2 separate regions of the Macaca mulatta genome follow, and region 2 is linked to region 1. A link is a contact called in public Hi-C data. All regions are on one chromosome and are shown on one strand. The core of a region is the stretch at or near the end of the contact, and the rest is flanking DNA. Distances in the headings are between cores, read along the strand shown.

Region 1 (4,405 bases), core at 708-3,207:
CTTTTCACCCAGTGAGCTCGTTGAGGACAGGGGTTGCATTTTAGGACATTTCCCCCAGTGTCTTCATAGAACCTGGCAAGACACACGGCCTTGTTGGAAATGCCAAACATCTGTTATTCACCAGCAGAGCGGATGAGCCCCTGAAAGGCATGTAGTTGAGCTGCGCAGTCTGAACTCAGCAAAGTCCTCGCAGCGGGCTCCAAATTCCTGCCTCTGAAGAAGCAAACTGAGCCTTAAAGATGGCTGAAAATGTGAACAGTCTCAGGGCCACGCAGACCCACCTGAGTGATTGCTCTCTGATGGCTCACTGAGCCATCCACCATCCCAGCAAGGAAAGGGCCTGCAAGAAGACCAGAAAATGCCTCATTCAGTCATGCTGCTTAGTCATGGCCCACACCTGGAGCATTTAATTCTGCTCACTGTGACTTTATTGCAATGGCACACACATTTACATCACTTTATGTGTGATAACAGTAGAGAGGTTAGTTGGGTTTTTCTGTTTTTTTGTTTTTTTAATATAATGAGAAAAGTCTCTAATATTCAGCCAAAACGTATCCTTGTGGCTGGTGTAGATTTTTGGCAAAATGACACTGTACATAATCAGAAGAAGGCAAACATGCATATTATCTCCATCTCCTTATAACTGCACAAGATAACATAAAACTGCAGGAAGTATCAAGCATAAGAATAAAAGCCGTCTACTGAAGCCTGCATAGCATCCCCTGCGTGCCTCAGGAACGCCCTTTGGTGGATTAGGATGAGCACGCTGGAAAATACAGGCCCCAGCTCCTGTTCCTGAAGCCGCAGATCACCGGAGTGTCTATGTCGTGTCTGCTGGAGTTTAGGTTAGGCAGGTGACATGGCTCCAAAGAAAGTCACCGGCTGGTTTCTGCTGCGGAGATTTGTGTGCACTTCATGCATGTTTATTGTCTGTTAACTCCATGTGAAGCCACAGCAAAGCCTACGTGATGTTGTTAGACAGGTCACAACCCAGTCAGTGGGATCAAGACAAGAGAGGGAGACAGCAGGCCTTGACACTCTGGAATCATTCTAATTTGTAACTAGGACACCTGATGAAGGGGAGGCGTGCCTAGTCTCTGGGGGGGGGAGTTCCTGCTGAGACCTGCCAGGTATACAGTCGGTCCTTGTCTGCAGTGACCCCAGAGACATTTACTGCAACACCTGCACATCAGCTTACGGCAGCTGTGTTCTGCCTGGCCCAGGATGGACTCTGCTCCGTCTGAGAGTCAGCCGCTCCAGGGCAGCAGTGGGGTTGGGAAGAGGGGAGGAGGGACCGCCATGGTGCACCAGCTCCTAGACAGCCAGCTCAAGCTACATTTCAGGCCGTCTCGGAGGCTTCTTCTGGACAATTGTGGATTCGCTAGGTGACAGTCCAGGAACCTGGATCCCATCCTGGCCAGGGAGTTGTGGCTTCTGAGATAAGGACTTCGTCCATTGGAGATAAACTAGAGGGTTTCTGCCTCTGCTCCCTCCAGGGGCGGCTCTGGCACAGGCTCACCAAATTGCAGGCCCCAGAGCACCTGCAATCTCAGGGAGCTCAGGGGCTTCCCAGCATGGGCAGGGGAAGCCACAGATTCGCTTCTCCTGCAGATGCAGAGACCCTGGGGTGGATGGTCTAAAGCTCAGGATTTTATAATGCGGAGAAGGTGGAATAGAGCAGGAACCAGGCCCCTGTCTGGAGGAAGGAACCAATAACAACAACAACAAAACTACTGACAATGTGCGTGCTTTACAATTTTCAAAGCGCTCTCATCTCAGTCAAGGAAGGATGCATTCTCTCCACAGGCTGACGTTCAAAACCCAACCACCAGAAACATGAAGATAAAACAAAAGGAACCACCAGAAACAAACAAGACACCCGTCCATCCTCCAGGTTTGCAAATCAGACCGAGTTCTGACAATTGGTAAAAAGGAAGATGAGAAGATCCTGCCAGATAAATTCTCTGGTACCTTCATTGATCTCATTCTTTCACCATCAAAGGGGAATGCAGTAATGCCAGCAGGAGCAGAAAAAAAAAACAACAAAAAACCTAAAAAGAACAAGAGCGACTAGTCAAAGCTAGTACAGTGTTTCCCTGGTACTGAGTCATACTTTTACAATGACCCAGGCCCGTGGCCTCAACTGATGACAAATAATGAGAATCCAACAATCGTTCTTTTTCGCATACTCACTTGTGAATAAATGCAAGAACTGGTATATTTGTACATGCTCTGTGCTGTGTTTATATCTACATGATTCATTAGATTCATTAAAACCCAACTGGTAATTAGGAAAAACACTCACAAAGTTAGAAAAAAACAGCAACGTAGACAGTAAGTTTGAATTTTAAATGGAGAAGCATTCTGTTGGTGCTTCCTGAGGTGGCGGAGGGTGTATGTGTGTGAGGGCGTTGGAACAGGAAGTTGCTGGGATATGGACCTGAGCCACCGGCACACACAGCCGTGCACGGGAGGCTGGTGGCTGCAACCCGGTCTCTCACATGCCAGCCTCCTGGCCCTGGCTAGTCCCTACTGCCATGCTCCCAAATCTTTCTGGTTCTGGCCCCCTGAGGCTTTCTCTGGCATCTCGGGGTCTCCTGGTGGAAAGCAGGCTTCTTTGGCTATGCACTCAGATGCTTCCCAGAACCTGACCAACGTGGCGCTGTTTCTGCTCCAGACCACCAAGGATAACCTCCCTGCAGAATCTGACTCTCCCTTGTGCTCACGTGGTCCCTCTCTGCCTCAAACCAGGAGTCACCGGCTCTCTGGAGACGAGTTAATCCGTACCCACCCTCTACCTGGCCCTCCCCCAGGCGGGGAGACCGCCATGAACATGGACAAAGCACCTGCTTCCAGGGACCTCACAGTCTAGGGGGTAGAATCCAAGAACCGAATGAATCCCCACCTACATCAACTAGGAAATAGTGCATGGTGATAACTGCTCTGCAGAGAATCAGAAGAGAACAGGAAAGGCTGGACATGCTGGCTCACGCCTGTAATGCCAGAGCTTTGGGGGACCAAGGAAGGAGGATCACTTGAGGCTAGGAGTTCAAGACCAGCCTGGGCAATATAGTGAGATCCCATGTCTACAAAAAAATTTTAAAAATGAGCTGAGCACGGTGGCATGTGCTTGTAGTCCCACCTACTCAGGCGGCTGATGCAGGAGAATTGCTTAAATCCAGGAGTTCGAGGCTGCAGAAGCTATGATCGCACCACTTCACTCCAGCCTGGGCGACAGAGTGAGACCCTGTCTCTAACGAATAAGGACAGGAGAGGGCACCTAGGCAGTCAGCCGAGGCCTCTCTGCAGAGGTGACCTTCAAGCTTAAGAGAAGCCAGCTCTGTGAGACCTGGGGAGTGGCATTCCAGGAGGAGGGAGCAGCTGGTCCAAGGCCGCGGGGCAGGAATGAGCCTGGCTTGTGTGAGGAGCCAGGAGAGCAGGCAAGGGCGGAGAGCAGGGAGCGAAGCAGACAAAGACGGGAGAAGGCAGGGCCAGAGCCTAGAGGACCCCACACGTGCACGGGAAGGACTTTCAGTGGCTTTTCAGAGCAGGATGGGTGACGGCTAGAGGGCTCTAAGAAGAGCTATGATGGGTTTGGCTATCAATTTTTAGAGATCTTTTGATTGTTGTGTGGAGAAGGTGTTCTCAGTGGAGTACCGGGCAGGCAGGGAGTTGGTGAGGAGGCGCATGCTTGGTTCTAGGGAGGGCGAGGGTTCCGACAGTGGGCTCTGCCGACCATCGCTGCCGCAAGGGATGCTGATCACCTGCCTCAGCAACGCCCCTGGTGTGCAGTTCACCAGGGAGCCTCATCAATGGACCCAGGCAGTGCCTCTCCCCATACCATCCCTGAAGGACACTTCTACCACAGAGCCTGACCACATCCAACTGAGGCAGAGACGCTGGACTGGAAAGACCACAGGCCCTGAATTTGGGCAGACCTGGGTTCAAGTCCTGTCTTAGCCACTTTCTAACTCGGACATTCTGGTTAAGTGGCTGAACGCCCCTGGGCCTTAGTTTCCTCATGTGTCAAATGTGGCAAGAATTGCCTCACAGAGTTGTGCATGAAACTTATGTTAAATCACCCACCACAGAGCCTGGTACATAGCAGGTCATCAAAATGGTCTTCAGGAGTTGGGCGCAGTGGTTCGTGCCTGTAACCCCAGCACTTTGGGAGGCTAAGACAGGAAGGTCACCTGAGGCCAGGAGTTCGAGGTTATGGTGAGCTCTGATCGCACCACTATACTCCAGCCTGGGTGACCAAGCCCGTTAGTAGTGGTGTCAGTGGCTGTAGTCATAGTAGTTGTAATAAGATAATACCCACTCATTCATCAAAGGTTTATTGAGTGCCTCTTATGTGCCAAGTTACTGTTTTAGGCACTTGGGATATATCAGTAAATAAAATGAA
Region 2 (4,405 bases), core at 1,160-3,659, 130 kb before region 1:
CATTGATCTTAGGGGGCCCGACTTCACCTTCTGGTTCTGGAGAGGGCTTCCTTTTCCTTGCTGTTCTTGCAACTGGAAACACAAAGAAATAAAAGGAAAAAGGAAACATAAATGGCGGTGCACTGGAAGGGATCCTTCCCTTCCTAACCCGAAACAAAACTCGTTACAGAATTCCTCCTCTCTAAAAGCACAGACGGAAAACCCTCCTACGAGTTTCAGGTGCACATACACGCAACTTGAAACATTTAGGCGTGTGGGGTTCTGAGGCAGTAGACTGAAAATAAAACGGAGCCACTGAAAATGGCAGGCTTGTAACTGCCTGTTTTTACACATGCACAAAAGTACCCTAGTTTGCACTGGGCATGTGACTGCTAATGTCCCGCAATAGGTTAAAAGGTGACTAGTGCCCTCATGCTCCCATCCAAGAATGTGCTGGGAAAGGAAAACCCCGTGTCAGAGCGTATCAGCCCAGTCTGACTCATCTCTGTTATGCTGCTTCAGCACATGAACACGTTGCCACTAAGCACTGGTTCCGCCTCAGGCAGATCAGGAAGTGGGGTATTTGTTGTTTCTGAGCTGGGGTAAAATGGTGAATCGAAAGAACCACCCCTCCTCTGCTCTCCGTCCCCTTTTCTCCCCTAGAACCCCTCACTTCACAGCCGCCCCTACCTGCTTTAGACCCGTTGGCCCCGTTGGCCTCGAAACCCAACAACCTGCCTGCAGTCAGGGCCGGCTCCTTCTTAAACTTGCTCTCGAAGGGCCCCGAGTGGCCGTGCTGGTGCAGCGCCAGCAGCGTGTCGCGCACGGTCTTGGGCCTGTTGACCCAGTCCTGCTCTCCAGACCCGCGGCTCTTGCCCGCACCTTCCGCGCTCAGCTCGGCGGCCCCGGCCGCGGTGGACAGGCTGTCCGCCGGGCCCCGGTGCGCAGGCGGCGGCGGTTGCTTCTCCTTGGCTGCTGCCTCGCGCTGCTCGTGCTCCACGGCCGCGCTGCTCGACACGGATGCCGGCCGCTTGTGGGCGCCCAGGTCGGTGGGCTGCGCGGAGCCCAGGCTGGCGGCCGCGGTTCCGGACACCGCGGCTAAGGAGGCGGCAGCGCGGCCGCCGAGGCCGAGCGCGGTGGGCAGCGGCGTGGCCGAGCCGTTCATGAGCGGCACCAGGGTGGGCGGCACCGCGTGGCCGCGCCGCGGGTTCGGGCTCTGGCGATTCAACTCGGGAGGCTCCTCTAGCTTGGAGAAGCCGTTGGGCACCAAGATGCCGTTCACGGGCGGCGGCTGCGGCGTCGGCGGCTGGGCCAGGCTCGCGGCCGGACGACTGCCGCCGAAGTCAGAGCCGAGGCGCGGGGGCCGCTCGGCCGCGGCCGCCAGGGGGTAGCGCTCCAGGGCCTGCGGCGCGCGCGGGGCCGCCTCGGGGCCGCCGTGGCCGAGCTGCTGCTGCTGCTGCAAGAGGATGTCCTTGGCCGAGAGCGGCGGCGGCTTGGCGGCGGCCGGGGCCGCGGCGCCGGGCGGGGAGCGACCCTCCGGGAAGCAGCCGTGCGCCCGCTTGAGCTGCCGCGCTGTCTCGATGACGAACTCGACGCGGTCGGCGCCCTCGTAGTTGACGCAGCCGCGGCACACAGGTTCGGTGAAGTCCCAGATCATGGCCCAGGGCATGCGGGGCAGATCACACAGGTAGCACGACTGCCGCCGGGACGCGGCCGCCACCGCCACCGCCGCGGCCATGTCCGAGGAGCCCGCGGCGCCGGAGGAGGAGGAGGAGGGGGCGCCGCCGCCGCCCCCCACCGGCACCACGCGCGCCCTCCTCCCCCCCCAACCCCGCGTCTCCCCCACCAGCGGCGGCGGCGGCCGCAAAGGCGGCGGCGGCGGCGGCAAAGCCCGCGAAGGCTCGGCGCCCGCGCAGCGCCCCCGGTGCACGAGGGGCGGCGGGCGCGAGGCGAGGGGCTGCAGCCGCGGCAGCAGTTCCCCCCGGCCGGCGCGGGCGCGGGCGGGCGGCGCGGTGCGGCGGTGCGGCGGGCGCGGCGGCGGGGGCTCGGCTGGAGCCGCGGCGGGCCTCCAGACCGGGGCGAAGACGGGCCGCGCGGGCGCGGGGGAGCGCAGCAGGTCGCGGCGGCGGCCGGCACAGTGTGCGGGGCGGGGGGCGGGGAGGCCGGGGGGGCAGGGGGCGGGGGGCGGCCGCCGGGGCAGGCTCAGCCCGAGCGGCGGGGCATGCCGCGCCGGGGCGGCGGCGGCTGGGCGGCGTGGAGCTCGGGTGCGGCGCAGGCCCCGGGTCGCTCCGCCGCTCTCTCACAGCTCCTGGCGTCGCCGCTCTCCAGCGCCAGCGTCAGCGGCCAGCCCGCCTCAGCTCTGCCGCCGCCACCGTCGCTGCTGCTGCTGCCGCCGCGGCCGCTCCACTTCTACAGACTTGATTCTTCGACAGTCTCGCACAGCGCCTGCGCGGGCCCCCTCCCCTCGGGCGCGTGCCCGCCCTCCCGCGCGCGCGCTCCCCTCCCCCCTGCGCGCCGAAGGAGCGCTGTCGGGAGAGCCGGCTCTGTGGCGCCCGCCCGCTCGCGGGGCAGCGCGGCAGCGCAGCGCTGGTGTCCCCTCGGAACACGGCGCAAAGTGGTCGTGTGCTTTTCCTCCACTTTCCCTCACTTCACGCCCCACCCGGCTGTCTCGACCACCCTCAGGATGTTTTCCCCTGGTGTGCCTCTGGACCAAATCGTGCTAAAAGCCATTTCTTTTTCTTTTATGCAAGGCCACTTTGTCACTTGGTTTCCGTCAGTCTCCTGAGAATGGGGATTTTAGGTCTAGCGTGGTTCACAGTTCTGGTTTTTTAGGAGTTATACTTGAAAGCTCAATGTCGGACACAAGAGCATGAAATCCGTCACTGGTGCTTTGCATTTGCATTTGTCTTGGGAAGGACATACCCGCCGCCTGCCCCTTTTACTAACTAGGGAGAATCTGGATGTTCCCAAGCCCAGCACCACGTGCACACGCCGCCAGCTGGCTCGCGCGTTTTCCACGGAGCCCTCTGGAGGGGAGGGAGCGCGGTTCGGATTAGCAGCTCGCGAACACCAAGTGCTGCTCTTAGCCCCGTCCAGCCCGCCCTGTTCAGCTAGGGCCTCGCCGCGCCAGTTGCCCCGGCCGCCTTATGTAGGTCTGCGCGGCGGGCGCGTGACGTGGACTCGGGACCGTGGGCGGCCGCCGCCGCGTGTGCGCACGCTCCGCGCAGACGTGCCTCGGCGCCGCTGGCACTAGGGCCTCGTGGAACGAATGCACATTCCAGGGATCCGGGGTGTACGGCCAGCGCGACCGCGTCACAGCGCAGGCCCCACCCCCTTCGGCGAGTCTGGGCGTCCAGGCGCCGCCCCGGGCCCGAACTTGGACTCGAGGTGGCGGGAGGCGCGGGCGCGAGTCGTGGGGGGAAGTCCTGCTCGCCTCCGCGGGGTCCCCGCTGGCCGTGGGGGCGACCGGCTGGCTGGCTCGCCGTCGCGCAGGGCGGGCCGCCGATGGGGGCAGACTTGCGCCCTATATGCCACCCAGGCTGGGGTAAGCCCAGCCCAGCCGCGCGGCCTTCAGCTCTGCCACCGTTGGCAGCCTCAGACTCAGCCCAGACTGAATTGAATGCTTGAGTTTCGCACTTTTATCGGGAGGAGGAGCTGGTGTGTGTTATGGTAAATCACTTTGGGCTGGTCGTTAGTCTCCCTAATACACGTAGGCTTAGTCGCTCTTCAATTGGGACTTTTACACTTCAGCTCTTTAAGGGCGGCCTCTGGGGCTGCTTTTGTTGGGAACACAGGCCCACAACTCTCCCTTGAGACTGGAATGAGCTGGTTAAGTGTGGGAAGAACAGGGTACTAATTATATTATCTTTCCTACAACTGGATTGGTAGGTGGAGAGAAAAAAAAAAATCCTGCTGACGTTTCTCTCTAGTCGTTGCTATTGAAAATACCAGGTTGCTTCAAAGGATTAACCACAAGGAAGAGGAAAAACACCCTTAGAGAAACAGTGGAGGGAGCTGCTTAAAACACATGAAAAAACCTGTTCGAAAATGGCACAGAAAACGTAATGTCAGACCTAAATGTTTTTACAGGCTAACCTTGAATGCCTTTTGGGGATTTCCATAGAAGGTGCGCTTGCTTTAAAGGTCTCTCAATCTGTTCCTGGATCTTGCCCTGCAATTGCAATCCTGCCTCACCCTCTCCAAGCTGGGAGAACGGGGCCTGCCCAGATCCTTCCCGGGAGTAGCTGGTGCCAGCGGGTTTGGTCACTCCCAGGCCCTGCTGTTGCACACCACTTTGAAGACCTGTCCCTTTGGTCATCCTCCTCAGAGACCCTGTGACACTCATTCCAGCACATGGCTTCACCCACTGCGTCACTGCCCAAAGGGGATGAAGTCCAGTCCTTGTGCTGCAGAGAAATGAACCAAC

What was found. Hi-C and Micro-C count contacts between places; a contact is called where the count stands out from the background.
Region 2: a Hi-C map of CD4 T cells shows a contact between it and region 1, with 7 times the contacts expected there. The contact joins the promoter of IRF2BP2 here to the enhancer-like site in region 1. A contact is called at or near these places in 9 of 14 Hi-C or Micro-C datasets (CD4 T cells, blood, cortical neurons and 5 more).

Annotation. Positions count from the first base shown.
Region 1 is chr1:14,336,028-14,340,432 of T2T-MMU8v2.0, reverse strand. It overlaps LOC144338035 (a long non-coding RNA gene), which reads left to right. Exons shown (of 2, transcript XR_013411772.1): 2 at 1-2,218. Among named protein-coding and RNA genes, the nearest start is that of IRF2BP2, 130 kb to the left of the region's middle. Within about 2 kb of position 1,957, at least 13 of the 40 cell types and tissues checked have an H3K27ac peak or open chromatin away from gene starts, as enhancers often do. A contact at or near this core is called in CD4 T cells, where this site is marked.
Region 2 is chr1:14,468,265-14,472,669 of T2T-MMU8v2.0, reverse strand. It overlaps IRF2BP2 (interferon regulatory factor 2 binding protein 2), which reads right to left and starts at 2,409. Exons shown (of 2, transcript XM_002808266.4): 1 at 670-2,409; 2 at 1-72. The coding sequence starts at 1,717. It overlaps LOC106995060 (a long non-coding RNA gene), which reads left to right and starts at 1,475. Exons shown (of 9, transcript XR_013411791.1): 1 at 1,475-1,614.